Linked DNA regions of Mus musculus: region 1 is linked to region 2. A link is a contact called in public HiChIP or PLAC-seq data. All regions are on one chromosome and are shown on one strand. The core of a region is the stretch at or near the end of the contact, and the rest is flanking DNA. Distances in the headings are between cores, read along the strand shown.

Region 1 (2,700 bases), core at 160-2,659, 39 kb after region 2:
GAGTTTGAAGCCAGCCTGGTCTACAGAGTGAGTTCCAGGCCAGACAGGGCTACACAGCCAACAAGTCAAAAAACAAAACAAAATAAAAGCAACAAAACATCTAGAGAGGCAATATAAGCAAGGGAATCCAGCAGGTTTATTTTCTAATTCAAAACCTACAAACAGCTATATTCATGTTTGTAGTCACACACTTTGTTGAGAGCAAGAAGATATTTACAAATGTAGTTAAGATAACTAAAGTTATATTTTATTATGCTGAGGATTAGTATACAGTATTTACACTTTAAATTTCTAATTACAGTCTTAACCCTATCTTCCCAGGGCTGCTCACCTGGGTGACATATTTTAGCTTGTCAGGTTCAGTTTTTTTTTTCCTTTTTATTATTATTATTTATTCATTCTACATCCTAATGGTAGCCTCCCCTTCTGCCTGTGATCCCAGTCCCATCCTCACAAACACCTTCCCTTCTCAGAGAGGGGAGGAGACCCCCTTGGATACCACCTGATCCTGGGACATCAAATTGAAGCAAGACTACACACAACCTTTCCCATTAAGGCCTTACAAGCCAACAGAAGTTTTTGATTTGAGGCTCCTGAGGGCAGATTATGGTGGTGTCTTCTCATATGTGCAGCGCAGAGCATTGTCTTAGTCTCCAATTATATACTGTTCACTGGGGATCATGGGGTTTTAGGATTGTTATTTGGAGTGAGTGATGTCAGAGTTTTGGTTATTAGTCTTGGGTGTTTAAAAGGCATTTTTTTTTACTATGTTCATTACACACTTATATACATTTTCTACCTCTCCTACACTTATATATAAATACATCACACCGATCGCCTAATTGCCATTAGGTGTTGACTGGGTACGGAACAACCTGTCAGCCACCTAAATCGGGTCACTAGAGCAAAAGTTGTAAAATCCGTAAATGTAAAAAATTAAGATTAAAGAGGCAGGGTCTGAGAAGAAGACTTTGAAAGATGAAGCAAAATCTCTGTGGTGACGGTGTAAAAGAACTTCCACCGAAAGTATGTCTTTAAAATGCGGAGGGCTCCGTTCATGGGCCCACCGCCCGCCTCAGGCCCTAAAGAGGGTCTGGCAGGTTTCTGCTGTTGTCCTCCGTCAGGATCCCCTGCCTCTCTGCCAGTGCTAGCTAGTTCTGGCTGCTGAGCACACAGCACAGCCTGGCACCCTGGCGACCCTAAGCCGCCAAGTGAGAAAGAAGCTTCTAGAAACCATGCGGGCCTCCGATGGGGGGCCGCGGGCGGAGGACGGGGGCCCCGAGGGGGGACGCTGCTCACCTGAGCTCCTCACAGAACCTGGCTCCGGGCTCTGCGAGCCCCGAGTTCCTCACCGCCGAGCTCCTCACACAGCGCACCGTTCCTCCCCGACCAGCACGAGCGATTCAAACTGCCCGCCGCCGCCGCCCCTCTTCCCTCCCGCTCACTTCCGGTCCCGCCCAGCTAGCCTCCACGCCCATTGGCCATGGCGAGAGGCTTTCGACCAGTCCTCACCCGGCTTCTCGGTGAGCCGCCTCTGATTGGCCCTTTTGGACGACTGTTTAAAAACAAGCAGAGCCGGCGGCGGAGCCTGCGCAGACGTCGGATGCACTGGCGTTGCCTAGAGACGGGCTCCGCACGCTGGGAGGAGCGGACTGCGGGTCTGAATGAGGGTTAAACCCTGAGCGGCTGGGCGGGCTTGAGGAGCAGGGTAAGGTGAGGTCTGTGCTGCGGGGAGGCCGCTCGCTCTAACCGTAGGACAAGCGTAAGGTGTTAGCTCTGAGGGGATTATTATTATAAAAGTTAGCTGCGAAGTTGATTATTACTTTAAAAGTTGGCGCGCACCTGCCATAGCAGCCCTGCGGAGGGCGTTTGGAGGACAGCCTGGCTATAGACAAGAGTCCTTGTCTCGAAAAGAAAAGAAGAGGGGAGGGGAGGCGGGGGGTGGGGGGGCGGATAACAGAGGCACAGTATAACAAATAATCTGAACTTGAATCTAGACATGCATGCAAAACTCAACTGCTGACCTCTCTGTCATCTCCATATTTTCAAAATCTGGATATGCGATTCGCATGGGTTGTGGTGGCTCACGCCGACAGGATTTACTGAATATGAGATCCGAGGGGAACACTTCATCAGATTCAAATATTCACAAGGCTCTTCTAAACTGAGTATACTGCTTCCACTTTCCTAATAGCACCTAAATGCCTAAATATTTTTCTTTAAAAGTAAATATCCATAGGAGGTATGGGATGTGATGCAAACGGAGGGTGGATAGGGGCGGGGGTATGGAATATGGAGTGTGGAAAATAAATTTAAAATAAAATAATTTTAAAAAAAGAAGTAAATATCCTTGGAATTGTAGAGGTGGCTCAGCAGTTGCTGCTCTTGCAGAAGACCTGGGTACAGTTCCTAACATCCACATAGTAGGTCACAACTATCTATAAATCCAGCTCAGGGAATCTGATTCCCTTTTCTGGGCCCACAGGCAACAGGTATGTAACGACATACGTGCTGGCAAAACATGCATGCACATAAAATTAAAACATAAAAATGCTCTCAGTTCCTCTTTCCTCTCCAGTGATCCCTCTCATTGTCTCTCTGCTCACATCCCATTTCTTTTTAGGGTCACTTAGTGCCCAGGGCTTATCCCAGCACCCAGTTTCCCCAGGAAGGCAGCTAAGAGTTACAGAGTCAGATGGA
Region 2 (2,920 bases), core at 367-2,866:
GTCAATGTAAGCCAACAGTGACTTAAGGAAAACAGGCTCAAGTGCAATCAGGTAGTGCAGGCTGCACTTGCTAAGAGTGCCTTTGTATCTGCTCATATTGTCTCCTCCCAGGAAAGAAACTGACCTGACTGGGGTAGAGAAGACTAGTCACAAAAACCCTGAAAGCTATCACATGGTATGGTGGCACATGCCTTTAATCCAGCACATGCCTTTAATCCAGCACTCAGGAGGTAAAGGCAGGTTCATCTCTGAGTGAGGTCAGCCTCCAAGTGAGTCCAGGACAGGCAGGGCTCTTACACAGAAAAACTCTCTTAAAAACCCAAAACAAATCAAAACAAAACAAAAATAAAACAAAAAAGTGACAACACAGGGTAGGTACTCTACAACTGCACTCAGCTAACCACAGGCTCACAAATAAGTAATCTACTAGAGAGTGCTAGCTAGCTACATACGTGGGAACCACAGTTACTCAGAACACCATGCTTCACATCAGCTTTGATTTCAGGATTAGGGCAGAAGACCCAAACTGCTGTAGGTTTTATAAACAAACAAACAAATAAACAAAACTATATGACTGAAGCTGGGTATGGTCTATGTCTGTAATCCTAGCACAAAAAAGCGAAGACAGAAATACTTCAAGATCAAGACTAGCCTGGGCTACACAGCAAGATTCTGTCTCAAAATATCAGAAAGAATTAAAAAAGCAAAAGACAGAGTTAATAGAACAAAAAAGTCTACTTGTGATTTTAGACACTGCAACAATATCAAGTAGTTTTCAAAGTTCTAAACTATTACTTCGGGAGGGGGTGGGGGGAAGGGGCATTGTCAACCAGTCCACTTGTCCCAAGAAAGGAAAAGCTGACTGAAAACAGAATTTCTAAACAGACATTTAGCACTCATTTCCAAGTCTACCAGCTTTTTGTACTGTTAGCCAATCTCAGTGATTTATAATGTCACCAATTTAAAAATGAACTAGTTTCTCTAGGCAGTGGGCTACTGTGCAATATTTTAAAACCTAAAAAGTAAAGATTTCTATCTTTCCTTGTGCCAATTTTATGTGAAATCTCAAAACTTCGTATATTTTCACAAGGACTTGAACAAAGGGCCATATGCAAGCTCTAAGCTCATGGTCTTCCGATGAGATGCAGCCTCACCCTATAGTTCTGTATATAATAATTCTGTATATAATTCTGTATACTCTCTTTTAATAATTCTGTATACCTTTTTTAACGACTTCTGGGAGGCCTTCTGGCTCAAACTCGGTTTCCTGCTCGTGCTCAGCAGGGCGAGTGCTCTTACTGTCCGACTTCCTGCTTTTCTTAGAAAATGTCTCTGCTGTAGAAGGTGCTGCCCGTTTACCATGCTCCCAAATCCCACTGGACCTTTGCCTCTTGCCTGAAGCTTTATTTTGGCCAGATGCTGACTTCATCTCACTAACAGAAGTATTTGGAGACGGTCCTGGAATGGAAGAATTAAGCAAAGGAGAACTCTGGAGATCCTGTCTGGACTGCCGTGACTTCAGCCGAGCAACTTCTATTTCTAATATCTCCTTGGCTTTCTCGAGCTCCTCGTGGCTTATCAGCAGGGAACAGTACTTATCCAAGTACTTATCTGCTTCCTTGACTTTTTCTTCCAGAGTCTCTTTCAGCGCTTTGTTCTCAGTCATTACTTCATCTACGTTACTGTCTACAAGAGAACCTGTGAAAACAAAGTGATCCCGTCACACAACTTGCCGCTACTCCATTAATAATGAACACTTCCCAGCAGGTAATCTTTTTTTAAGATTTATTTTTATTTCATATATGTGAGTACACTGTTGCTGTCTTCAGACACACCAGAAGGAGGCACTGAATCTCACTACAGATAGTTATAAGGCACCATGTGGTTGCTGGGAATTGAACTCAGGACCTCTAGAAGAGCAGTCAGTGCTCTTAACCGCTGAGCCGTGTCTCCAGACCCAGCAGGTGATCTCTAAGCCTGGTCTTTGGACCTGTGCAGACGTTAAGGAGCACATCCTGCTGTGTCTGAAGACTATGAAGCAGTCTAACACACGTAACAGTGCAACTAGAACCCAACTAAACTTAAATCCCCTTAGAGAAGCAGTTACAAGAGCCAAGCAAACTAACTTTCTATAGCCCTCTTTTCCCAACCCATTCTTTCCACCAGAAATGAATAAGCAATCTAACTCAGTAATGATCACAAAGTCTATGCTGCATGGTTTTGGTGACAGGTGCCAGCCTATGAAAATGTAAGTCGCTAAAGGCCGTGAAAGCATTTTGAGTGAATACAGGGGCAAGTAGGTACAAATGTAGAACCACATCAAGGCAGGGGCCTCAGTAAGCTTCTGGTGCTAGGGATGGCAAGCGATTTATGAGGAAAACTCCCAGTTTTCAAACCTACTCCAATCACTCTACTTGGTAGAAAAGACCACTGCACTGCACTGCACTGCACTGCCACACTCTAGAAGCCTCCCACACATACTAGTCACTGGGTATCCATGGAGAAAGCAGAGTGTGAGTGGATAAAAGCAGCATGGTTAATTACCAATGAGAGAAGAGAAGAAGAAAAGGAGAGGGGGAGGGGGGGCAGGGGGAGGGGCAGGGGGAGGGGCAGGGGCAGGGGCAGGGGCAGGGGCAGGGGCAGGGGCAGGGGCAGGGGCAGGGGCAGGGGCAGGGGCAGAGCAGAGAAGAGAAGAGAAGAGAAGAGAAGAGAAGAGAAGAGAAGAGAAGAGAAGAGAAGAGAAGAGAAGAGAAGAGAAATGTCGGGCAGTAGTGGTGCACACCTTTAATCCCGGCACTTGGGAGGCAGAGACAGGATTTCTGAGTTCGAGGCCAGCCTGGTCTACAGAGTGAATTCCAGGACAGCCAGGGCTACACAGAGAAAACAAACAAACAAACAAAACAAAACCACTACCAAAATG

The links. HiChIP or PLAC-seq counts read pairs in DNA pulled down with a chosen protein or histone mark.
Region 1: an H3K4me3 HiChIP or PLAC-seq map of the SCID.adh cell line shows a contact between it and region 2, with 31 read pairs. The contact joins the promoter of Cenpf here to the enhancer-like site in region 2. A contact is called at or near these places in 1 of 39 promoter capture datasets (embryonic stem cells), 1 of 15 datasets of contacts at CTCF or cohesin (CD8 T cells), 75 of 484 Hi-C or Micro-C datasets (the C2C12 cell line, the G1E-ER4 cell line, the HL-1 cell line and 26 more), 10 of 115 datasets of contacts at active chromatin or transcription factors (the SCID.adh cell line, effector CD8 T cells, embryonic stem cells and 2 more) and 3 of 9 other capture datasets (adipose tissue, embryonic stem cells and liver).

What each region holds. Positions count from the first base shown.
Region 1 is chr1:189,686,677-189,689,376 of GRCm38.p6, forward strand. It overlaps Cenpf (centromere protein F), which reads right to left and starts at 1,410. Exons shown (of 18, transcript NM_001081363.2): 1 at 1,300-1,410.
Region 2 is chr1:189,647,390-189,650,309 of GRCm38.p6, forward strand. It overlaps Cenpf (centromere protein F), which reads right to left. Exons shown (of 18, transcript NM_001081363.2): 16 at 1,222-1,698. Among named protein-coding and RNA genes, the nearest start is that of Gm30088, 29 kb to the left of the region's middle. Within about 2 kb of position 1,617, at least 2 of the 459 cell types and tissues checked have an H3K27ac peak or open chromatin away from gene starts, as enhancers often do. A contact at or near this core is called in the SCID.adh cell line, where this site is marked.